Linked DNA regions of Mus musculus: regions 1, 2, 3, 5 and 6 are each linked to region 4. A link is a contact called in public Hi-C, promoter capture Hi-C and targeted proximity ligation data. All regions are on one chromosome and are shown on one strand. The core of a region is the stretch at or near the end of the contact, and the rest is flanking DNA. Distances in the headings are between cores, read along the strand shown. Region 1 holds the start of 4430402I18Rik (RIKEN cDNA 4430402I18 gene). Region 2 has its middle 2.9 kb from the start of Gm9895. Region 3 overlaps Ric1 (RAB6A GEF complex partner 1). Region 4 holds the start of Insl6 (insulin-like 6). Region 5 holds the start of Ranbp6 (RAN binding protein 6). Region 6 holds the start of Slc1a1 (solute carrier family 1 (neuronal/epithelial high affinity glutamate transporter, system Xag), member 1).

Region 1 (3,935 bases), core at 1,065-3,564, 360 kb after region 4:
GGGCTTGCTTGTAGGCCAGTCTTCTGAAGGCATTTTCTCAATTAAGTCTTTACCAGATAAGTCTAGGTTTGTGTCAGGTTTGTGTACAGGTACCTACACTGGAGATGAAGTCATATTGTTTTTACTTGACTTGGTGGCATTCCCATCCTTGAATGACTTCGCTTGGTTGGTCTCCAGCCAAGATGGCAACATCATTGATGAGATGAACTGCAAGACGGGCTTGAGACATTATGGATATAGCAATGCCACATCTCCGTGGCATCTGGGAGTCCAAGATGAAAAATAACCCTAAAGAGACACCTGGGTGGCATATGTAAACTTGTGGACATGTTAATTGGTATATATATTGAGTGTCACCTTAATAAAAGACAGTGAGTTAAACAAAGGGTTACAAAAATAATACTTGGCTAGGTAAAGGAGAGAAAACAAAGACAAAAAGAATGGCTAGGTAGTCCAAGGGAATTCAGAAGAATTCAGGATTCTGCTACCCTATCAAGGTGAGTGTGGTAAATCACGAGTCAGGAGAGTCTAGTCATATCAAGAGGTAGAAAGACTGAAACAGGGTATGCAGATGTGACAGTGTTTCCAGGGACCAATAATCTCTGCGTTGTGGAGGCAGGGAGGTGGCAGGGCCCTTGGACTCAGACATGACTGTTGGGATGAGTTATGTAGCCTTGGGGAAGAGGCTGTAAAATACAGGTCACACTGTCCTCGGAGAAGTGCTGTGGCAATGGAGTGACCATATGTGACACGCCCACCTCTGTGCAGATCTTCAATCAGAACTGATTCCTCCCTTCTATTTTGCCTCTAGAAGCTTGGCTACCAATTCGTTTTGTCACACTAGTATTGTCACCGGTGACCTGCCTGTGAAGATCATCACAGGTCTTGTAGCAGCTAACTGTAGTGAGGAGTCTGTGCTCCGGGTTTCCAGAGAGCCGAGAACCATCTGTATATATATCTTTGTGTACTAAGAGAGCACTAGGAACTGGGTATAGATGAAATGCTGAGTCCCTCATTACCCCAAGGTTTCCCTTACAGAGAAATAAACTATAGCTACTGAAGGGAATATCGTCAGCAGTATCTTTTGAGGGACAGCTCCCTGTAACTGTTTCAACTACAGAGATCCTCAACGTAAAGTATCAATAATAAGTCACAAGATAATCTTTAAAATTCTATTTTGAGTCAGGGTCTCATGGCGTCCAGGCGGACGCTCAAACTCGTTAGATTATTTGTGGTGGTTTGAATATGCTTGGCCCAGGGAGAAGCACTATTAGGAGAAGGGTCTCATTATCTACTCCCACAGACACATTTCCTCCAACAAGGACACACCTATTCTCAACCTCCACAATATTCCAGGCTCATTTTGAATTTCCGACTCTGTCACTTCTGCCTTCCTAGTGCTAGCAGTACAGACATGGATGAAAGACAGATTTATTCTGTTCTGATGAATAACACTAGGCAAACATTACCAACGGAACCACATGGTACCGCCCTCATTTTAAAAGAATCTTTATGTTTTTACTTATTTCATTTTTTTGAGACATAGACCTTCCAGGGAATTTTTGATTGGCTAAAAAAAACACTCGCATTCTCCTTTTGTTTGCTGTTTTGTTGTTGTTTTTTAAGTAACATATAATGGGAAAATGTCATTTCTCTTGCCAGTGAAGAAATCTTTTTCTGCCCGATCTACAGTGTAACTGCTGTTTTGGCAAATACAATAACTAGCCCCTGGGGGATGGTGCAATCCAATGCTCACTTCAAACTACCAGGAAAGCTAAACAGTGCAGGGAAGAGGAACTGACAGCTGATTTCTTGACCCGAGGTTCCCAACTTAAGTCTCTTTAGAAATGACCTATTTGTAGTTAGCACACTACTCAATGTATTGACAGCGAACATGCTTTCTGGGGCAAAGAAGGAAACAAGACATTTAATAAGCAAGGAGTCCCCTAAGGGACAGACAACTATGATAACTAGAAATGGTCACAGGAATCCCAGTGTCTGGGGCCCCTTTGCCACTAAAAATGATTACACAATGGAGCTATGATCACATTGTACTTTGGGGATGGAAACTGTTAAACATTTGAACACAATAATTGGGGCCACAGTGTGTCCAGGGAGAGACAGAAAAAAAAACTTCCAACATCCGTGGACAGGTTCCCGGACCCTTAGACAGTCACTGGGCCAGGCTACCACCAGGGAGGGTGAGAAGACGTAGGGTTCCCAGCAGAGCATAAATGCGCCTGCGTCTCAGCCTCGCAGGAGTTCCAGAGGAGAAGGTTGAGTGTTTGAGTGTCCATGGCAACCGGACGCTTCAGCCTTCTGAAAGCTCACACTCCAAAGCTTGTGAGACACCCGTCCCGGTGGGAGGGACCTGGGCTGGGAGCACTGATGGGGGAACAAAGGGGAGGGGGTGGGGGTCAGGGAAGCTTCTGGAAAGCGCTTGCCTTGATGTAAACTAAGAAATAATTGGTTCAAGGCTCAGCACAAAGGATCTTTGCGGTGCACAGGGAAGGATGCCTATGGAGGTGGTGGTGGAGCTCCAAATCCGGGCGGTAAGACACCTGCGAGCCTACCTACCGCGTCACCCCAAGTTCTCCTTTGCTTACTGCACACACATTGTTTGGGGGGGCAGATCTGTGCTTCTGTCCCTAAGATACCACATATTTATCTCCCTTGTATCTCTTAGCCTTTAAACTCAGTTCAATCTGTTCCGCCTTTCATTTTTCTTTCCCAAACCGACATGTTCCTTGGCTTCTTTAAAACAATCCTGACTTAGGTTAAAGCAGGATTTTCATTTGTGAAAGAATTTATTTTTTTAAAGTAACCAAGGAATATAACATTTTTAAAGCTCCACGTTTGATATTGTCCCCTCACGTCTAGGGATCGCTTTGGATTGCTCATTTCAACAGGGTAATCAATCTAACAATAAACACTTTGTGATAACCCACCAACTCCTCCTTAAATGAGGGGCAGGGGCACGTGACCATGACCTTGCTGTTCCCATTTAGGAGTCAGCCATTCCTCTGGTTTTGCTCTCCTGTCCTCCAAGGCTGGCATGGAGTGTGGCCTCACAGTTAAACGGGGGCTTAGGCCATAGTTAGAAGTGGATGCTAAGAGGATACAGCATGGAGATCCAGTGAGATGCTGTGTAATCAGTAAACTCTATGGTTTCACTGAGCGCGTAGAAATGAAAGGAAAAACGAGAGGGTCCTGGTTTTGGTTCCATCTTGCTGACAGTTCTCAGTTGGGCTGTATCAATTTCAAGTGTTCAGGATGAGGAAGGAGCCCCCAAGAAGCCAAGTGATCTCTCTTACATCAAAGCAGAAATTAAAGATTTCACCTCATATCATTCAACATTACCAGTTTAATTTATTTTGATTTTTTTTTAAAGGCATCCTTCATCGTACAAGTAATTAACAAAGAAATCAGTTTTTTATTCCAGAGAATTTAGGATTATTCATGAAGTCGGGTAAATTGATCTGATCTATATTTTAAAAGCCAGCAAACTCAGGCCCCAGCAAACAAAATATGGAATTTCAGAAGTGCGACTAGAAAGTAGAAGTGGGCCCTTAATTAGCAGACTTGGGGACACTATAAGAACAAACAGTCACTTTCAAGTGTCTGGCCTGAATGTTATAATGAAAAATGATCTTCAGAAATTTAAACACACCTAGACCTCTTAGAACCTCACAGCTTAGCTGATCTGATGAGGGGAGAGGTAGTCTGTGTTTAGGTTGTTGTGGGAATGTGATAACTGTTTTATTTATCGAAGGACTTGTTCCAATGGGTGTACCAGACTCCCACTCTCGAAGGTCCTACTTCCTCCTACTGAGAACTGGTTTATCATGTCCATCTTCCACAGTCCTGTCCACCCATATCTTTGAACATTAGACCATAGCCCACAGCTCACAGTCCTTTCTATTTATAAATGCCAG
Region 2 (3,636 bases), core at 1,014-3,513, 260 kb after region 4:
TTAACCCAGCTTTGGCCAGCAGGAAGAGTTGAGGCTAGTTTAAGCTAGTTTAAGCATCCCTCTCTCCGCACGGTCTTACTTTCTGGCACAAGATTTTCCAGGCTCATTTTTATTTTATTTTACTTACGGTACTGGTGATTTATTTATTTTTCTTTATTTTTACAATGCTGAGCTTGAACCAAGGGCTTCATGCGTGCTTGAAGATCTCCCACCCTGAACCATATCTCTGGCTCTTGTCTTATTTATTTATTTTAAGATTTATTTATTTAACATGAAAGAGTGTTCTTTCTGCATACACACCTGCATGCCGGAAGAGGGCATCAGATAGCATTACAAATGGTCCTGAGCTGGGAATTGGTTGCTGGGAATTGAACTCAGGACCTCTGGAAGGGCAATCAGTGCTCTTAACCTCTGAGCCACCTCTCCAGCCCCTGTTTTACTTTTCACTTTGAGACAAGGTCTCCTACTACAGTCCTGGAAGACCTTGTACTTGCAATCCTGCCTGAGCGCCCTGAAGAACCCAGCTACTTTTCTTAGTCTTACAGTCAGCCACTCGTTTAACCTAAGGGGTCTTGGTCCTTTTAAGGATTCTGTTTAGAAACCAGAACACAGCTGATCTCCCTCCCTTCCAGTGCAGAAAACTGGGGCTATGTGGACATGACCATGTAAGGACTCGGGCATTCCTCTAGATTTATTCCACACACACACAGTGGACTTGATGCTTCTGAGCTCAACCCCATGCAGCTTTCCCTAGAGTTTTCCCTAGAGTTGCATGTTAGCTCTTCAGGAATGGGAAGCTCTGCCCCCCATTAACTCAAACACATCTGTATGCAGTCTTCATGCCACTTGGGCTCCTATGCTCATACCAGACACCTCCAAACAGGACACCCCCCTACGAGTCAGTTTGGGTCACACTGGCTTCTGGTTGCCTGTTTTGCTTGGCTCCTATCTAACTGTATACCAGGTTATTCAAGGAAGAAAATGAGAAATTGTATCCGTTCTTTTGTTATTTTATAGTATTTGTTTTAAAAAAATTATCATACAAGGTATTAGTCATCACAGTATTTGTTTGTTTGTTTATTTTTGGGACAAGGTTTCTTTGTGTTGTCTTGGCTGTCCTGGAATTCACTCTGTAGACCAGGATGGCCTTGAACTCACAGAGATCCACTTGCCTCTGCTTCCCAAGGGCTGGGATTAAAGGCATGCACCACCACCACCGAGCCCTTAAAGCATTTAATTTAATAGATTCTCCTTTCCCTCCCCTCCCCTCCCCTCCCCTCCCCTCCCCTCCCCTCCCCTCCCTTCTCCCTCTCCCTCTCCTCCCCTTTCCACCCCTCCCCTCCCTGCTCTCCTCTCTTCTTTCCCAGGAACTCTATGCTATGGTGTGACCTAAACTGTGTGATTCCCTTGAATTACGCCCTCTTGTGCAAGGAGTCTGTGCTGTAGACTCCTTGCTTCCTCCTTCGAGTCCCAATTCTCTCTGCTTTGGGCTTGGAGCCTTGGGAAGACAGCAAGCACCTCAGGATGGTTCCTCCTTCAGGGCCCCTGGCTGAAGGTCTGCTGGCAGAAGAAACCAGTTCAGCCGGGGCCATGGTCTTGCCTGATAGTTGGCTGTTGGTTCAGGCCAGCCCTATCAGTCACTTGCACGCCGATGCCCTTTGGGGGAAGGGGAAGAGGCGTTGGCTACGGAGCCCCAGCCTTTAACTGTGGGCTGACTTCCCACGTCTCAAAAGACTGCCAAGACAGCCCTTCAGACAGCTTTGTGAGGGAAATGGTTTTAAAAGGTTAGTCCAATTAAACACCCATAAAGGAAACAGTAGATGACTAACAGAAATTACAGGCTAGCTACACTCTTACTGAAATGGCAGACTCATTTGTGTCTTTGAGTAATTTCATAACACACAGTGCTTGCTCATAGAGAATGAAAACTAGGACCATTAGGAGTGTCCATCCAGTCCTTTCATTACCTCCCAGGCCTTGTCAGGTTGCGTTCCCTGGCTTCTCTCATTCAAAGCACGCCATCAGAAACCAAATTACTCATACAAGTGAGAGTTACAGACAAAGTAAATACGTAAAAATATAATCCAATTGAGCTGCCTTTGAGGCTTGAATTTCCAGCAAAACATTTCCTGGGACGGCATTTACGTCGACTCAGCGCCACCTGCCGGTAGGTGGAATCTTAGCAACTGAATGTTCATTGGCCAGGCACGGCCACGTGGGTAGAGTGGGGGCGGGGCAGCTCATTCCGCCTATTCATTCTGAAAGCAGTCAGGTGTGTTGGTGAAGTGCCAGGCGCTGTGTCCTCAGTGAAAGGAATATCATCACTGCCCTGTCTAGTGCCGTACTTCTTAAAACTAGGCACAAGCCGGAATCATCCTGAGATGAAGTTCAGACTTTTAGACTCTCCTCTAAAAAGATTGTAGTTAATGGACTAGAATAGGTCCTGAGAACCTGTATTTTTAAACAGAATGGCTGACTCAGCAGTTCTCAACCTGTGGGTTGCGACCCCTTTGGGGATATTTCACAGGGGTTGCCTAAAATCGTCAGAAAACACAGATATTTACATTGCCATTCATAATAGTAGCAAAATTACAGCTATAAAGTAGCACAAAAAATATATATATATGGTCGTAGATCACCACAGCATGAAGAACTATATTAAAGGGTCACAACATTAGGAAGGGTAAAGACGACTCATCTAGGTGATTCTGAGGAACAGGAAATCCATGAGGAAAAAGTAAATATAGAGAAAAGCCGAAAAATCTGTAAAGGCAATGGGGCCTGGGACTCCCCTACTTCTGCAGGTAGCACGAGGAGCCACAGCCAGAGCAGTTGTAGGCAACTGAAGGCTTAGGTTTGATTACTAGTGTAAGATGGGGGTGTGAGTATGATATGAATGTTGTTGCCCTGCTTTTAACTATGGCTGCAGGTGAGCCCTGGGCTCCCATTCATGTCCTGGATTGACTTGGTTTTGAATATAAGAAACAGGTATAGGTCCTATAGGTCCCCTTCTCAGCATCCTTCTATCCCGTGGGTCCTGGGGGTTGAACCCAGGTCATCACTGCTGTCAGCAAGCGTCTTCATGCACCGAGCCGGACCCCTGGCCTTCTAAGTCCTTTTGTTTTGTATTGGTTTTGCTTTGCTGGGAATGAACATGGCTTTCCTGCTGAGCCCCAGACTAGCCCGTTCTTTATATGACATCACACCATGCCCACAGCTGATCTGATCCAGCCCCTGGAATTCCTTTTATATCTGTGTAACTTTCTCCACAGATATATGTCTGTGGGTGCTATTTGGAGTCAAAAACAGACTTTTTCTGGATGTCCACTCTTTGTCCCTAAGGGGCATGGAGAAACTTCTCACTCTGTTCTTCTGCTGTTGATACAAAACACAGTTCTTGCCTCAAATGGGATAGTTTATTCTGGAGCCAAATGTGGGTGACCACAGCCCAGGAACACAGATCCAAGCAGACCAGAAAGATAGATCCCACTGCAAAGGGCCACATGAGATGTATTAATTATGGAACAAAGTCATAAGTCAAGACAGTTACCAAATACACTGGTGGAGACAACAGTTAGGCAGGCTACAGCAAAGCAGGGAACCTTTGTTATAGGTCCCAGATGTGATCTGCTAACA
Region 3 (3,988 bases), core at 1,235-3,734, 280 kb before region 4:
ATGGCGAACATTTAAGTTCATTCAAGATATGGCTTACACAGGTGATATGTTTCAAACCAAACAATGCAGCAAAATACAAGTTTTAAAAAAATATACAACAACCAAAGAATAGTTTTTATTAAACTTGCCAAATGTCTTGCCTTGGTGTTTCCTAGTTCTACTAGTTACACACTATATATTTTTATCCGTGAGTCGTTCCCAGCTCAAACCACAGGAGTAACATCAGCTACCTCAGACCCGGCTTTAGATTGTGAGGTGTAGTCAGATGACTGGGTATGGCCGCACATGGCACATGCTGTAAACTCCACCTACTGGGACAGCTGAGGAAGGGTTACAAATAGCTGTTCAGCTTAGGCAAGGCTATGCCTCAAAAAAAAAAAAAAAAAAAAAAAAAAAAAGGACAGGGGTGGGGTGGGGTGGGGTGGGGTGGGGGTTGTGGGCTCTAACTTACTCGTGGGACACCTGCTTAGCTGAGCGGCCCCCTGCTCATCCTTAATACTGCACCTACCACAGAGTCAGATGAGCTCAGTGGCACTCAGGTGAGACATCGGAAAGACCACTGCTGCTTACTATGCTACACTGTTTTAATAACTAAATACTTACATTAGAAACTGACTACATACAAAAGAATTGCTGGCTTTTTTTTCCCTAATGGAATGGGACAGAAGAAATTTCAGCTTGCTTTATTTATTTATTCATTTATTTTGCAACACTGCATCTACGTATATAGGAAACCTTATTCTCTATTTTAAAATTCAGAACAAGGTGGTGGTTTGATACAACTTAAATAAAAATAGCACCAGAAGGACCAGGTACCAATAACATATTTCACCCATCCAGTAATTTTATTATGTAAAATTATTGCACTTCTAATGTAGAAAGTAAATAACAGTAATTACTAAATTCAATAATTTTAACTAGTTGGTGAAATTTGAAATAATTTCAAAATAATGCTGAGGTTTCCTCTAAAAGATACTGCCTAAGAGGACCTCGTCTATCTCTCTAGTTTAAAAGGCAGGGATAGAGGGCTGAACTCCACTTCTAAGCTATATCTGCATTAGAAGAGAGGCTGTTTTACATGGTGGTACGAATTTGGTCCACATCAAATACATTGTTGTTATAAAAATAAACAAGATTTTATAAAAAATAACATTGCATTCCTTGTTCAAATTGCACAGTACAAATAAGCTATCTAAAGTAATACTGTTATTAATAATTAGAATTACATGTGATAGGTATGTGTTTAGTCTGAAGCAACTGAATATGTAGTTCTGCTTTCATAATGTATGAAAAACTAAAATTTAAGTCACATCTAGAAATACATAAAATATTTTTAAACTTTATAATAAAGAATTTACAAACTAATTTTTAGTAGCTGATAATACAGGATCCCACAGTCTATTTACATAAAAGCCCGTTTTTATTCAATTTACAAAAGCAATAAATAAGAAACTACATTAATTTGCACAAAACCTGTTCCGCCTCATGATCAGTGGGATGACCACTACTTTACAGCTGGGCCAACAAACCTGTCTTCCTCTATGACAACTGCTCATTTTGGAAAGAAGAAAAAGTCTTGTCTTTATTCCAAGAGTGAGTATAGTCATGCAGAATCCAGCGTAAAACCTTACACATTATAATACACGCATTAAAAATATGGACAGTGCCTTTGAGTATATTTACATGAATATTCACAAAAAGATACAGTTCTTTGATACAAAATTTAGTGGTGTCAGCATAATTGATAAGAACCCCCTCACCCTCTGCCCACATTGATCTAGTAGGAAATTAAGCTTGCTAAAACAGGCACATTAACTCACAGGTAAATAGCTTCCGTCATTCAGGACTGCTAGTCAACAGAGTACCAAAGCCAAAGGGTCTCTGTCCACTGACCCACACTGTGCAAGAGTAGGATTCAAAGGACCAATCAGAGTCCCGCTGACTCTATACAAGGAAGCAAACAAGTAGCTCAGTTACCTGATGAGCTACAGCACCTTAACACATATTTAAAAGAAAGTTAAAAACAAACAACCCACCCCACAAAAACAAAACCAGTCTAGACACACACTAAACCAGAAAATATATAAGCTGTAAGTAGTGAAAAAGTAAGCTCGCTTGGGGCAAAATAATCCCTCCTGTTAAGAATAATCCCTACAACTACCAATCTGTTGTAAATAAAATCAAAATATTCCATGTGTGCATCTATATACTGTTCACTACTTTCTATTGCAGCTTAAATTTTTCTTATGAAAGATGCTTTGATACCACACTTTTTTTTAAGGAGTCAAAGAGATTTAGAGGAAGAGTTCATTAAATTATAATACTTTACGAAAGAGTTCTGACCCAAGTTCTTTTACCTGTTAAGTCATTCGGCAGGCCACAATGACTCAGTTGCAAGCTGCTGTGACTAATACTGCCCGCTGTGCCGTGCTCACTGCTGTCAGGACACAGAACAGTCATAAGCCCCATCCTGAAGTGGCTCCTCCTCATCCGCCTGTGTTGTGTCCTCTTCTTTCCGGCTGACCACGTTGTTACTCCCAGGCTCACTCTGAGAGATGCTCCCATGGCTGCAAGAGCCTCTGTTCTCCTCTGCCCGGGGACTGGTCTGTTCAGGAGTCTTACCCACTGTTACTGGCTGGAAGGTGTCAGGCTGGACCAGTTCTTCTGTTATCTCACTGAGCTTCTGCAGTTGTGGCTTAATGATGTTTAAAAATGGCTTATATCCAGGGCTGAGTAAAGGGGGAAAAATTAGCTGTCATCTGCTATAATTCAAAAGACTTGATAGAGGGGCTAGCTAAGGAGATGGCTGTTAGTTGATAAAGTGCCTGTTGTGCAGGCACGCGGTCTTGAGTTCGATCCCTAGGACCCACCGACAAAGCTGGTGTGCTGGTGCTGACAAGACACAGATAGGATTTCTGGAGGCATGCTGGACAGCCAGCCAGCCTAGCCCAATCAGTGAGCCCCAGGTCCCAGGGAGAGATCCGTCTTAAACAACAAAGTCAATAGCTCCTGGGAAATGACACCAGAAGCCGACCTTTATCTTTTGCACATGTGCACAAGTACCAATGCAAAGTACCCACAAGCACAACTTGGTTAAGTGCACAATAAGAAACAAGGAACGAAAGACTTTAGACTCTAAGGGATCATTGCAAAGTATCTAACTTAAACTCATTTTGCAATTACAGAAAACCAGATCTAAGGGAAGAAAAGAGCTTCAAATCTATACTTGACTGCTGACAAGGACAGGACCTCACTCCCACCTGCTGCTTCTAACTGGGAGATGCTAGTAGCTGTCATGGAGCCTTGACATTTACATAGACTACATAACCTGTCTTTCTGAATACTTAGCCACAGAACTACCAATCTAAGTTCTAGCCTCATGACCACTTGTATGGCATAAATTTTAAGCCAGCATTATATGTTCACGTTATAAACTAACCAACATTATAAGCTATTCAATGGACAGTACCCATTCAAGAGCCTGAGTACAAATTGGTTAAAGGAAAACTACTTTAAAACATAAGTATGAAAGTATTTTTTAAGTTCCATAAACTTAAAACTGTCCAAATGAGTGAACTTTAAGTTCTTGCTTTTTTGGGACAGGTATCATATGCAGTTCTGGATGACGGGAAGCCTGCTATTTAGATTAGGCTTACCGCAAACCCACAGAGGTCTGCCTGCTTCTGCCTTCCAAGTGCTGGGACTTAAGGGATGTGCTACCTACCTGGCAGTTATAATGGTCCTAATGTGACAAAGCCATCATTCGCCAAAGGATACCATGCTTATTATGGAAAGCAGCATTCACTCACCAGTCTGTAGAGGCCCAGCGGTCCACTGCTTGCAGCCCTGATTTTATGTTCTGTAACATCTCTCCATCCATCTCGGAAGACTGAGCAATCCCAAGAAGCTGACTGACCACTGAGGATTCTCTGAGAATCAGGCCGATGACAACACACCAGTCCAGACATCCCGCCTCCATGAAAATGTG
Region 4 (3,751 bases), core at 316-2,815:
GTAGGAAAATGGATACAAGTGTATATTATGTTAAATAAAGTACATTTGATTCAGAAAGACAAATATTTTATGACAATGTTCTGGAGTAAAATTAATAGTATGGGATTCTAGTAAATACATCTGAAATTAATTTTATAATATTAGAACTTATTCACTCAAAATTAGGCATGCAAATAATTTTTTTTCAGTTAAATAAATCCATTCAGCCATTATCCTGCTAATAATAGTGTGTAGCAGTTAAGAATGCATTCCCAGGCAGTGGGATGCTTTCGCGGGTTAAGGCACTTGCTGCCAAGCCTGACAATGTGACAACGATCTTGGGGTCCCATATGGTGCATGGAGAGAACTGGATCCAACTTATACACACACATCAGCAGTAAATAAACATCATAATAATAATAATAATATAATAATAATAATGGTGATGATAATTTATTGTAAAAAAGAATGTGCTCATATAAATAAATTAAGGCAATTTTTACCGGGAACCGGATACTAAATGATGCTTTTATGTACATGTAGAATCTAGACTTAAAACTATGTATTTGTGTGTTTATATATGTGTATGCTTAAATGTTTGTGTTTGTAGGTCATGAAACTACAAAAGGGATTCCGAGAGGGATGAGTGCTTAAAGAAGGTAGGAGGCAATCAATTAATAGAGGACATGTAATTAAAAAAAAGCAAAAAGGGGAATTACTAAAGGCAGGAACTGGGAGAGGGTGGTTAAGGGAGGCGAGTAAGAGAGAGTGAAGTACAGTGCGATAGATGTGAGAAGACACCGCGATGGAATGAGTAATTTTTAAAAAGGGTTTATTTATTTTATTTGATATGTATGAGTGTTTGCTTGCATGTCTGTATATGCACCACGAGTATGACTGGTACTGAACCGGAGTTACAGACTACCATGTGCTGCTTTGTTGGTACAGGGAAGCGACCCCGGATCCTCGGCAAGAGCAAGTTCTCCTAACTGCCAAGACATCTCTCTAGTTCCAGTACCAATTTTTTAAAGTTAAAAAATATAATCCATGAAGGAGATAAGTTTCTCCGAAGGGAAGAAATGGCTCCTGTAAACACTAGGCAAAAAGAAGATCACATTCCAGGTGTGGGGGGGATGCTGCATCTCAGAGTCCTAGGTTCTCATATTTCATGAGGCAGTTTCTTGGAGCGCACGACAAGGAAAATGAATGAATAAAGTCAGAGAAAGAAGACATTTTAAAACTTGCATTTCTGAGGCCAAAAGAGCCTGTTAATTTCAACTTTGACGACAAGGAAAATGAATGAATAAAGTTAGGAAAAGAAGACATTTTAAAACTTGCATTTCTGAGGCCAAAAGAGCCTGTTAATTTCAACTTTCTGCAAGCCGGAAGTCCATGTAAGCCTGGAACACCCCGCACCTAACCAAAGTGTTCTGGAGAAGATTGCCTGCGAGGGAGGGCAACCCGAGGGCGGTGCGGAGAGGGGCGTGGCTGGGGGCGTGGTGGGTGGCGAAGGCGGGGCGGGGCGGGGCGGGGCGGGGGCGGGGCGACGGCCGTTGCAGCGCGCCCGGCCCTGTGGCGGAGCCCAGGGATGAAGCAGCTGTGCTGTTCTTGTCTGTTGTGGCTTGGACTCCTACTGACTCCTTTCTCCAGGGAAGAGGAAGAGGAATCCAGACCCAGGAAGCTGTGCGGCAGGCACCTGCTGATAGAAGTTATAAAACTCTGTGGCCAAAGTGACTGGAGCCGGTTCGAGATGGAGGAGCAAAGTCCTATGACACAGTTCTTTCCCCACTACTCACGCAAGGGCAAAGCCTTCAACCCTCACCCTTCTTCCTCCGCCTGGAGAAGATTCACAAACCCAGGTAAAACTCTGAAGGGAAGGCTTGGTAGCTTATCAGTGTGCAAACTCCTCTTTTCTTATCCTTGACTTTGCTCTGCCAGTGAATTTCTGTAGGAAATAGAATTTGTACCTAGTGTACGTGTGAATACAGTTTTAAAAACCATACAGACTTATATGAAGTTCACTTTAGACTTAGAAGAAATAATTTGTTCAGAGTAGGCCTTATTAAAAAGATGGCCTTAGGTTTCATGTATACCCCAAATTCCGTGTGTTATAAGCTTAATCTCCAGGGCAGCGTTAGGAAGTGAAGTGAGGGAATTAAATTTTCTTGAAACGGAGTCAGGCCATTATCACAGAAGTGGATTGTCCTGAGTGAATCTGTTGCAAGATCACTTCATCCTCCTTTTCCGGCACCTCCGCTATGGGATGATGCTACAGGAAAAGTCCTTGGACCCTGGAGCATCTTCAAATCACGAGTCAAATAAATTCTTGCTCATTTGAAATTAACCACTGTCGGGGGCATTGTCAGAAGATAGATATAGGTGATGAGGAACTAGTCACATAGATAGGATGGGATGGGATTGGGGGCGTTTATTTAGAGGAAAAGTTTATTTAGGGGAAAGACACTGCTGTCTGAATTATACGGGGAAGAGCGAGGAGGTCAGGATGTGCTGAACAGGAGGGGAAAAGAAGCAACAGCGTAGGGCAGTAAGGTTCGTCCAGAAGGGCTGAGAGAGGGAGAGCAAAGCCAACGGAGCAATTCATGTGAAGTGAAAACTTAATAAAGGGCACAGGGAAGGACAAGGGCGGATGAGATGAGTCTCGGCATGGATAGCTCATCGATGCAGATAGGTAGATTGTAGTATGGGGACAGATGAAGCTTCTCTGTGGTTTGCAGCAGCACTGAAGGTGAACTAGCGTGCTGAATTGCATAGAGATCTCGTGGTCTTGACCTACCCTTGCCATTCTGATATTAGCCTTTCTCCTATGTTGTAAAATGTGTTTGTAGATTCCCTTAACTAATTTTATAGTTTTTTTCAAAGCAGTGTTTGTAAGTGAAGCAACTTATCAGAACTTTAAAAAAAAATCAATGTTCTTACTTGACTTGGAAATAAGGAATTAATGAGAGTCATAAAATGAAGTGGAACTGCTTGTAAACTACTTTCCTTTGCAACTAGGTGGAATTCACCCCTAAAACCATCTATGTGTGACTAGTTTTGCTTTCGATCTCTTTGTCATCGATGTGCGTAGCTTTCATATATCTGTGTCTGTCAAGATTTTCATAGGAATTCATTTCTGTTTGATTTCAAATGTTACAGAATTAATAACCATGTATTACCTAGACTATTTCCTCTTTTCTTACTGCATTTTGCTCCCTTTAATCTTTGCTTTTTTTGTTTAGTTATAACTCTGTCTTACTCACTGTAATAGCAGAAAAGGACGGGAAGCCACGCCCTCCAGCTTCAGGGGACAGAGCGAGCCTGGCAAAACCTCACACTGCAAGTGGGGGTTGGAAAGAAAGACCCAGTGATAGATTCAGAAAGGCCAAGAATCCACGCAGACTCTGACCTCCTCTATTTCCCTTCTTTCCCTTTTCTTCCTCCTCCTCGTCCCTCTCCTTCTTTTTGCCCATTTGTATTTGTGTTCCTTTATTCTATGACAAGCCTCATGCAATCTTTTCAGTCTTGAAACTCACTCTTTCTCCTCTTCCTCCTCCCCTCCTTCTTCCACCTTCTCTCTCTCTCTTTCTCCTCCACCACCTCGTCTTCCTCCTCTGTCTCTGCTTTCTCCTCCTCTTCCTCCTCCTCCTCCTCCTCCTCCTTCTCTTCTAATTTCAAACTACAGAAATGTGACTGAGCCAATTAGTTTCCCCACACACCATGGATTATCCTCCCCCATAAAGATTTCCTTCTTTGAGCTTACAGTGGGGTTACA
Region 5 (3,772 bases), core at 454-2,953, 490 kb before region 4:
GCTGTGGTTTTAATAAGCCCTTAGTATGCTAACGGATGCAGCTGTAGGGAAAGCATTTCTCCAGCATTCGTTAACATTTCCTAAAACTGCAGATGCAGAGGCTTTGCAGCCAAACTTTTTCTAGGAGCAGTAAGAAGAGCAGTGAGTCTGGTACAAGATGAAGCACTGTAGGTAAGATTTTAGAATCAAAACAAGAATTGATTTGATCCATAATTATAAAGTTTAGGTATTTATATAAAATCTCTCTGTGCTTATTAATTATGCATGTTTGGGTTACAGTTCTCAGAAATCTAGTACAGTAATTTGGAAGCTGGTCCTAACATCTGTATTTTAAAATAAACACCCTAAATGGCCTTGAAATGGTTCACCAAATGAGAAACACTGTTCAGAGACTAGTTTCATATTACAAATTAATTTATGAGACCACCTATTTGGTCAGTCAACTTGTTAATGTGAAACTAGACTTTCTCCATTTTGTGTGTATATGCAGCAGAATTTCACAAGACTGAAATTCAGATTTCTTGGCAAAGTTTAAGACAGAACACAATAAATGAAGGTCTCTGATGACGTTGCAAAAGCAACAGCGGCTATAGGGGATGTTCTGTGGTGACAAAAGGTGCCACTGCCTTAAGACTAGGTAGAATTTAGACTCATCTGCTGTGAGCCTCAGCCTCTCTGGCTCTTCATTTCTTGGTTTAAAGTAGTGCTTTGTCTGCCTTTATCAGCCTTACAGAATTACCTAGGGCTGAAATGAGTGTGACAATGGCTGGCAGAGAGGAAGATCTGATCTCAGACTGTTACACCTTATAATTATGGTTTTAAATAACTCATCTGCCTACATTAAAAATACATAGCCTTGGGGAATTTGTTCTTAGGGTAATCTTTGCAGCTTCCTATTCATGGGTAATTAGGATTCTAATAACTGAACTGTCATATTACAGTTTAGAAACACATAAGGAAAATCTTGAGTAACAAAAATACAAAAGTAATGTATATAGAAGACCAGGATTCAAGAAGCTTCATTATCATTACTCCAGATCACCTCCCACCTTACTCATTTGTCTTTCCCACTCTGTTAGAATCCACAGGACAAGAGATTGGGATGTACGCCCGAGTTTGAACATCTCGGGTTCTACTTCTTTGGGTGTGGCAACGGGGAGGAAATCATTAACCTTTGATTGAGTTTATTTTGCAAGTAGTTTTATTATGGTTTTACTCACTATACCCAGTTAACAATTTAAATTGTATAATTCGGTAGTTCTTAGTAGAACGGCATGACATTGGGGGAACCATCATCACTATCAACTGCAGAACATTTTTACCAACCCTCAAAAAGAAATCCCCGGACAGCAGTTATACTCCATTCTTCCCTCCTCCCTCACTCCATAGCAGGTGCTAATTAAAGTTCGTCTAGAGGTGCTTATTCGAGGTCTTTTACAAACAATAACGGCATCATACAGTATGTAGACTTGCGGAGCGAATTTCTCCCCATCTCCTTCCAGCCTCTACAGGAGCACATCGGTCGGAGAACAGGACGATACCCCTAAAACGCACTCAGCTCCGTCCACCCTGTAAAACCCAGACCCCCGCCTGCCAGCTTCACCCCGCCGCAGCGGAGAGTGGGAGCAGCGCCCCGCCCATCCCCGGCGTCGCCTCACTGACGTCACCGCTCCCAGCCGCAGACTCCCTCCCTCCTTCCCGGTCGCGGTAGCTTTGACAGGACGCGATGGCGGCGGCCGGGTCTGCAGGGTTGCCGGCGACCGTGTCGGAAAAGCAGGAGTTTTACCAGCTTCTGAAGAACCTGATCAATCCAAGCTGCATGGTGCGGAGGCAAGCCGAGGAGGTCTATGAGAATATCCCAGGTCTGTGTAAGACTACATTTCTCTTAGACGCCGTCCGAAATAGAAGAGCAGGTTATGAGGTGAGACAAATGGCTGCCGCACTGCTACGACGGCTTTTGTCCTCAGGGTTTGAGGAGGTCTATCCAAATCTACCTCCTGAAGTGCAGAGGGATGTCAAGATTGAACTGATACTGGCCGTTAAGTTAGAAACACATGCTAGCATGAGGAAAAAGCTTTGTGATATTTTTGCGGTGCTGGCCAGGAATTTGATAGATGAGAGTGGCACTAACCATTGGCCAGAAGGTCTGAAATTCCTCATTGATTCGATTCACTCTAAAAATGTGGTTCTGTGGGAAGTTGCACTTCACGTTTTCTGGCACTTTCCTGGGATTTTTGGGAACCAGGATCGTCACGATTTGGATATCATCAAGAGGTTGTTGGACCAGTGTATTCAAGATCAGGAGCATCCAGCAATCAGGACATTATCTGCTAGAGCTGCAGCTACGTTCGTCCTTGCTAATGAAAACAATATTGCTCTTTTCAAAGACTTTGCGGATTTGCTTCCTGGGATCTTACAGGCTGTGAATGATTCCTGCTACCAGGATGATGATTCTGTGCTAGAATCCCTTGTTGAGATTGCAGATACTGTACCTAAGTACTTGGGTCCCTATCTAGAAGATACTCTGCAGTTGAGCCTGAAGTTGTGTGGAGACTCTAGGCTTAGTAACCTGCAACGCCAGCTGGCTCTGGAAGTAATAGTCACCTTATCTGAAACTGCAACTCCAATGTTGAAAAAGCATACGAATATTATTGCACAGGCTGTGCCTCATATATTAGCAATGATGGTTGATCTTCAAGATGATGATGACTGGGTAAATGCTGATGAAATGGAAGAAGATGACTTTGACAGCAATGCGGTTGCTGCTGAGAGTGCCCTAGACAGACTGGCTTGTGGACTTGGTGGGAAAGTTGTTTTGCCAATGACCAAGGAGCATATCATGCAGATGCTTCAGAGCCCTGACTGGAAATGTCGACACGCCGGATTAATGGCCTTATCAGCCATTGGAGAAGGTTGCCATCAGCAAATGGAACCAATTCTAGATGAAACAGTTAACTCGGTTTTACTTTTTCTTCAGGATCCTCATCCAAGGGTAAGGGCTGCTGCCTGTACTACACTTGGACAGATGGCTACAGATTTTGCACCTAGTTTCCAAAAGAAATTCCATGAGATAGTGATTACAGCTTTGTTGCGAACCATGGAAAACCAAGGTAATCAACGTGTGCAATCTCACGCAGCTTCTGCTCTTGTTATTTTTATTGAAGACTGCCCCAAGTCATTGCTAATTCTATATTTGGAAAATATGGTAAAAAGTCTCCATTCCATCTTGGTAATTAAACTTCAAGAGCTGATTCGGAATGGAACTAAGTTGGCCTTAGAACAACTTGTGACAACCATTGCTTCCGTTGCAGATGCAATAGAAGAAAGCTTTATTCCATATTATGATATATTTATGCCCTCACTCAAACACGTTGTTGAGCTCGCTGTTCAAAAGGAACTCAAGCTTCTTCGAGGAAAAACTATTGAATGCATTAGCCATGTTGGACTTGCCGTTGGGAAGGAAAAATTTATGCAAGATGCATCAAATGTGATGCAGTTACTGTTGAAAACACAATCAGACTTAAATAACATGGAAGATGATGACCCTCAGACTTCTTACATGGTTTCAGCCTGGGCTAGAATGTGTAAAATCCTTGGCAAAGACTTTGAGCAATATCTCCCACTGGTTATTGAGCCACTTATCAAGACTGCTTCAGCTAAGCCTGATGTCGCTCTCTTAGACACACAGGATGTGGAGAACATGAGTGACGACGATGGCTGGCAGTTTGTAAACCTCGGAGACCAGCAAAGCTTTGGCATCAAAACTTCAGGA
Region 6 (3,910 bases), core at 1,153-3,652, 490 kb after region 4:
TGCTGACTTATCTTGGGGGCCAAATATTTCCATAGATATACTCATATACTCAGAAGATTTCACTAAGGAACTAACAGCGTTTAACATTTTTGTTTTGTTTTGTTTTGTTTCTTTTTTAATGTCTACATGCAAAAAAAAAAAACCCTCCCAAAAGAAGGCTTTGTGAGAGCTCTGGTAATTTTGCTTGCTCAGTTCTGGCAGCTGCAGAACAGCTGACCATCGTAACGCAGTAAGGGCTAACAGATACCTAGGACCAGGGGTTTGGATCCCATTGCTTGTTAACCAGGCCGGCCAGTGTCGTCTGAGCAATGGGAGGTTCGAGTTTTCATTCAGAGCAAAGGTTCTCGGAGTAGCAGGGAGGAGGACCCCAGCAAGTGTCTGCTCGAGCACCCCGATGGTATTCTAAGCAGGAGGTTTCTCATACCAGAGTGGAGAAGAGCAAGGGACTGACTGCCTGTAAGACCTCAGCAGGGCACTTGCAATTTTACATGGCGAATTTATGGGCTCAAAACTAAATTCCAGAATCAAGTTCCTGTGGTTCACCTACACTAAAACCAGGTCCACTCGAGACCACAGGTCATGCCTGCAAAATAAGAGGAAACAAACCCTTTCTTGGCCTGAGGACTTTGCTTATTCAACTGGTCCAAAGGCCAATGAGCAACTAACCGGTAGGCTTCCTTTCTGGAGCAGGCTCTAGTGAACTGGTATGTGAACTGTGGGGCACCCACACTCATGCCAACTGCTGGTGGCAAGCACTTGGTGACCTAGTGGGATCTCTGCAGTGCCCAGGGCTTCAGACACACAGAACTGGGAAGGAGCCACAAGCTTTGCTCACCTCCAAGGCTTTCAAAACAGATTTAAAAATAAATTCTGTCTTCATCATTGGGAAAACAAGCAAGGCTATGTCTTCTGATCCATTCAGTCCCTTGGTAGGAGCTGTTCTTTAAATGTAGTGATAAACCTTTCCCCAAAACGCCCTAAACCACTTGGCACTGGGAAAGTGGACACTAGTGGGTTCTTTTGCACTCCTCTCCTCCCACCAACATCCTCTGTTAATGCGATTCAGGATGTTATTTATTTACTGGAAGCCTGACTTCCCTTTGCATAAGGTTCTGGAGGAACCCATGTGACCCCAAGGATTCCATTAACTTCCAAAGGCATTTTATTTTTGGCGGGGAAGACCTTGGACAGGAGCAGGCAACACCAAGCATTCCCAGACTCAGGAGCAAGGTGCAGTGCCCAGGGAGAAGGGGCTGCCCCATCGTCCCCTTTCCAGCAGAGGCAGCTGTAACTTCCAGATAGAGGGTGGAGCCTGGCTAGGAATCCACTTTCTCTCAAGGTGCACCTGTCCTTACCTGCTGGATGGCCCCACCTGGGGTGTGAAGACCCACAGGGTTCCCACCCTACAGCACATTGCCAAGTTTAGGTTATACAGACAACCTGGCCAGAAAATGAGATTCTAAACACAAGTAACTCAAATCTCTGAGCAATGGCCCGGACATCCACCTAGTCCTGGCTCAGCGGTATGTCAGGCATGGGCCACTTAAATACACCCAAGTGTGAAAACAAATAAAAGCAGCTTATATTATTTTCGATAGAAAAACGTGGTGAGCAGCTTGCCCAGGAGGAAGAAGGGGGTTGGGTTCTCTCAGCGCTGGTTCCCTGTGGCCTCAGTGAACCACAACTGCTGGCTCAGAAATGAGGCATGAATCTGACTGGAGAGGTACCCTCTAAGAAGGTATCTACCCTCTGCTCCAACATTCCCAAGGTCTCCACCATTCCGCGGGCTCAGATGTCTCTTTAAATCTGACAGAGAACAGTAATTCATACAGTCGCGGTTGGGCACGAAGGTGATGGTGGTGGTGGTGATGGTGGTGTGTGCAAGTGGTGGGAACAGTTAAGGATGAAGATCAAATTAAACCCCATTTAACCCCGCTTGTTTTCAAAGGACCCCTGCCCACCTTTCACGCGCCCTCTGATCATTTTGGAGAAAGCAGAGACAGCAGCCCGTGGAGCACCAGTATGGGGGAGGGAGGGGGTTAAGAACATTGTTTCCCCCGGGTGACACCAAAGCGCTCTGGTTGATCTGGAGCTTGGGGGCCCAGTACCGGGGAATGCGGGCAGCGCGTGCCACGCCGAGCCCACCCGGTCCCGCACGCGGCCTGGCCTCGGGCACGCGCCTGGTGCCCCCGCGCGCGACTCACCTAGTACCACGGCGGCCACGGTGGAGAGCAGCAGCCAGTGATTCCGTAGGAAGCGGCGCCAGTCACATCCCGAGCTCGTGGGCTTCCCCATGGTGAGCACTGACGTTTGCGATGAGTCGGGTAGCCTGGCCGATGCGAGATGCGGGATGCAGGGCACAGTGGAGACAACGCGCACCGGCCGCTGTCAGCGCTGCCACTGCCGCTGGGGACCGAGCACGGTGGTTTTGCGTGGCGGGCGCGCCTGGCTCCTCCCGCCGCCGCTCGCTGCAGCGACCGGGCCAACCAGCGAGACGGAGGGCGGAGCGTCCCGGCGGGATGGTGCGCGTGGGGCGATCAAGTCCCCTTGGGCTCCCGGTGGAGGTGTCCCACCGAGGAGCTTCTGACCCACTACGATCCTCACCAGTCTCCTTGGGGACGCACAGCCCTAGCCCAGTGCGAAGGGATTTGATATGGGACGCGTTTCTGCCTTGGGCCTCAGGCTTCAGAGCCACAAGAAGGGACACACTGTCAGAGCAGCTTTGGGGTGACGCACTGTCAGCAGCTTTGGGGTTTTTTTTCCCCACGTGATCTCTGATATTACCTGCGGGACTATTTAATTCTCTGATATTCCCTGCGGGATTATTCTCTGACTCGAGGGTCAGACAGGATCTGCCCGGACCAAGGCTTGGTTGTACACCTTGCGCGTGGGCGTGGTCATCTCTTGCACAACTTAACAAATGCACCCCTAGGGACTCGCCTTGTGGCCATTACTGGGTAATTAAGGCCTGCTGGTGTGGGAAGGTGGGCGGGCCTATTCTATCCCCAAGGCCAAATACCTTACAGGGTGTAGTTGGGAGAATCTGGGTTAGTGTGGTCACACACTTTGCTACCTGAATTTCTTATTCTGGTTTTACTCTTACTTAAGCAGACTCCTTTTTTTTTTTTTTTTTTTTTTTTTTTTTTGGTTTTTTGAGACAGGATTTCTCTGTATAGCCCTGGCTATCCTGGAGCTCACTTTGTAGACCAGCCTGGCCTCGAACTCAGAAATCCGCCTTCCTCTGCCTCCTGAGTGCTGGGATTAAAGGCGTGTGCCACCACGCCAGGTTTTAAACAGACTCTTATCTCCTTAGCATATCACTAACTAAGTGAGCCCTGTGCCCTTTTTGCATTCTGGGGTTTACTCTTTAGTTGGCTGTCAGGGGACTCTCCTTGACCAGATTACTCGACCACTAGAATCCCCCAATTAAAGCCTCATTCTTTTGGTTCAGAGTGATTTTTAAAAACCCTTCAAAAGACAATGGATTAAGCATTATTAACCATGCACACTATACTATGAATGATCTCACCTCCTTTCCAGGTGTTAAATTCTCAAAAGAAAAAAAGAAAAAAATCAGGAGAGAGGAAACTCCCTCGAGATTACTGGTTTCTTGGGGGAAGAGCTGGGAATAAAAATTCCCGAAGAGGGCAAACTATCAAGGAAAAGACTGGAGAGATGGCTCAGCGGGTAAGAGCACTGACTGCTCTTCCAGAGGTCCTGAGTTCAATTCCCAGCAACCACATGGTGACTCACAACCATCTGTAATGAGATCCAATGCCCTCTTCTGGTGTGTCTGAAGACAGCAGCAGAGTACTCATAAGAAAGAAAGAAAGAAAGAAAGAAAGAAAGAAAGAAAGAAAGAAAGAAAGAAAGAAAGAAAGAAAGAAAGAAAGCTTTCTAAAAAAAAGAA

What was found. Promoter capture Hi-C pulls out the DNA fragments that hold promoters and counts their contacts. Hi-C and Micro-C count contacts between places; a contact is called where the count stands out from the background.
Region 1: a promoter capture Hi-C map of hematopoietic stem and progenitor cells shows a contact between it and region 4, with 5 times the contacts expected there. A contact is called at or near these places in 21 of 39 promoter capture datasets (the 3T3-L1 cell line, 3T3-L1-derived adipocytes, the C10 cell line and 16 more), 3 of 484 Hi-C or Micro-C datasets (CD8 T cells, the G1E-ER4 cell line and pancreatic cancer cells), 13 of 130 datasets of targeted methods (the NIH/3T3 cell line, the SCID.adh cell line, bone marrow-derived macrophages and 10 more) and 3 of 9 other capture datasets (adipose tissue, liver and pancreatic islet).
Region 2: a contact with region 4 is called in a targeted proximity ligation map of the 230-238 cell line, with 6 times the contacts expected there. A contact is called at or near these places in 14 of 39 promoter capture datasets (the 3T3-L1 cell line, the C10 cell line, the HPC-7 cell line and 11 more), 19 of 484 Hi-C or Micro-C datasets (B cells, the BV-2 cell line, CD4 T cells and 14 more), 23 of 130 datasets of targeted methods (the 230-238 cell line, the NIH/3T3 cell line, bone marrow-derived macrophages and 16 more) and 5 of 9 other capture datasets (adipose tissue, embryonic stem cells, liver and 2 more).
Region 3: a contact with region 4 is called in a targeted proximity ligation map of pancreatic cancer cells. A contact is called at or near these places in 4 of 39 promoter capture datasets (the C10 cell line, liver and macrophages), 1 of 484 Hi-C or Micro-C datasets (bone marrow-derived macrophages), 2 of 130 datasets of targeted methods (bone marrow-derived macrophages and pancreatic cancer cells) and 3 of 9 other capture datasets (adipose tissue, liver and pancreatic islet).
Region 5: a contact with region 4 is called in a Hi-C map of pre-B cells, with 4 times the contacts expected there. A contact is called at or near these places in 3 of 39 promoter capture datasets (3T3-L1-derived adipocytes, neutrophils and pre-B cells), 2 of 484 Hi-C or Micro-C datasets (embryonic stem cells and pre-B cells), 2 of 130 datasets of targeted methods (extraembryonic endoderm stem cells and memory CD8 T cells) and 1 of 9 other capture datasets (liver).
Region 6: a contact with region 4 is called in a targeted proximity ligation map of pancreatic cancer cells. A contact is called at or near these places in 7 of 39 promoter capture datasets (the 3T3-L1 cell line, embryonic stem cells, hippocampal neurons and 1 more) and 3 of 130 datasets of targeted methods (embryonic stem cells and pancreatic cancer cells).

Annotation. Positions count from the first base shown.
Region 1 is chr19:28,966,211-28,970,145 of GRCm38.p6, reverse strand. It overlaps 4430402I18Rik (RIKEN cDNA 4430402I18 gene), which reads left to right and starts at 2,314. Exons shown (of 14, transcript NM_001374140.1): 1 at 2,314-2,343; 2 at 2,477-2,552. The coding sequence starts at 2,514. Plpp6 (phospholipid phosphatase 6) reads right to left here. Exons shown (of 1, transcript NM_028922.3): 1 at 3,345-3,935.
Region 2 is chr19:29,062,593-29,066,228 of GRCm38.p6, reverse strand. No RefSeq gene overlaps it. Among named protein-coding and RNA genes, the nearest start is that of Gm9895, 2.9 kb to the left of the region's middle.
Region 3 is chr19:29,602,602-29,606,589 of GRCm38.p6, reverse strand. Ric1 (RAB6A GEF complex partner 1) reads right to left here. Exons shown (of 26, transcript NM_001081319.1): 25 at 3,810-3,988; 26 at 669-2,729. The coding sequence ends at 2,441. Among named protein-coding and RNA genes, the nearest start is that of Ermp1, 44 kb to the left of the region's middle.
Region 4 is chr19:29,323,132-29,326,882 of GRCm38.p6, reverse strand. It overlaps Insl6 (insulin-like 6), which reads left to right and starts at 1,565. Exons shown (of 2, transcript NM_013754.1): 1 at 1,565-1,838. The coding sequence starts at 1,568.
Region 5 is chr19:29,810,905-29,814,676 of GRCm38.p6, reverse strand. It overlaps Ranbp6 (RAN binding protein 6), which reads left to right and starts at 1,703. Exons shown (of 1, transcript NM_177721.4): 1 at 1,703-3,772. The coding sequence starts at 1,727.
Region 6 is chr19:28,833,627-28,837,536 of GRCm38.p6, reverse strand. It overlaps Slc1a1 (solute carrier family 1 (neuronal/epithelial high affinity glutamate transporter, system Xag), member 1), which reads right to left and starts at 2,402. Exons shown (of 12, transcript NM_009199.3): 1 at 2,205-2,402. The coding sequence starts at 2,295. All of the region lies in intron 2 of Gm52404 (a long non-coding RNA gene), which reads left to right.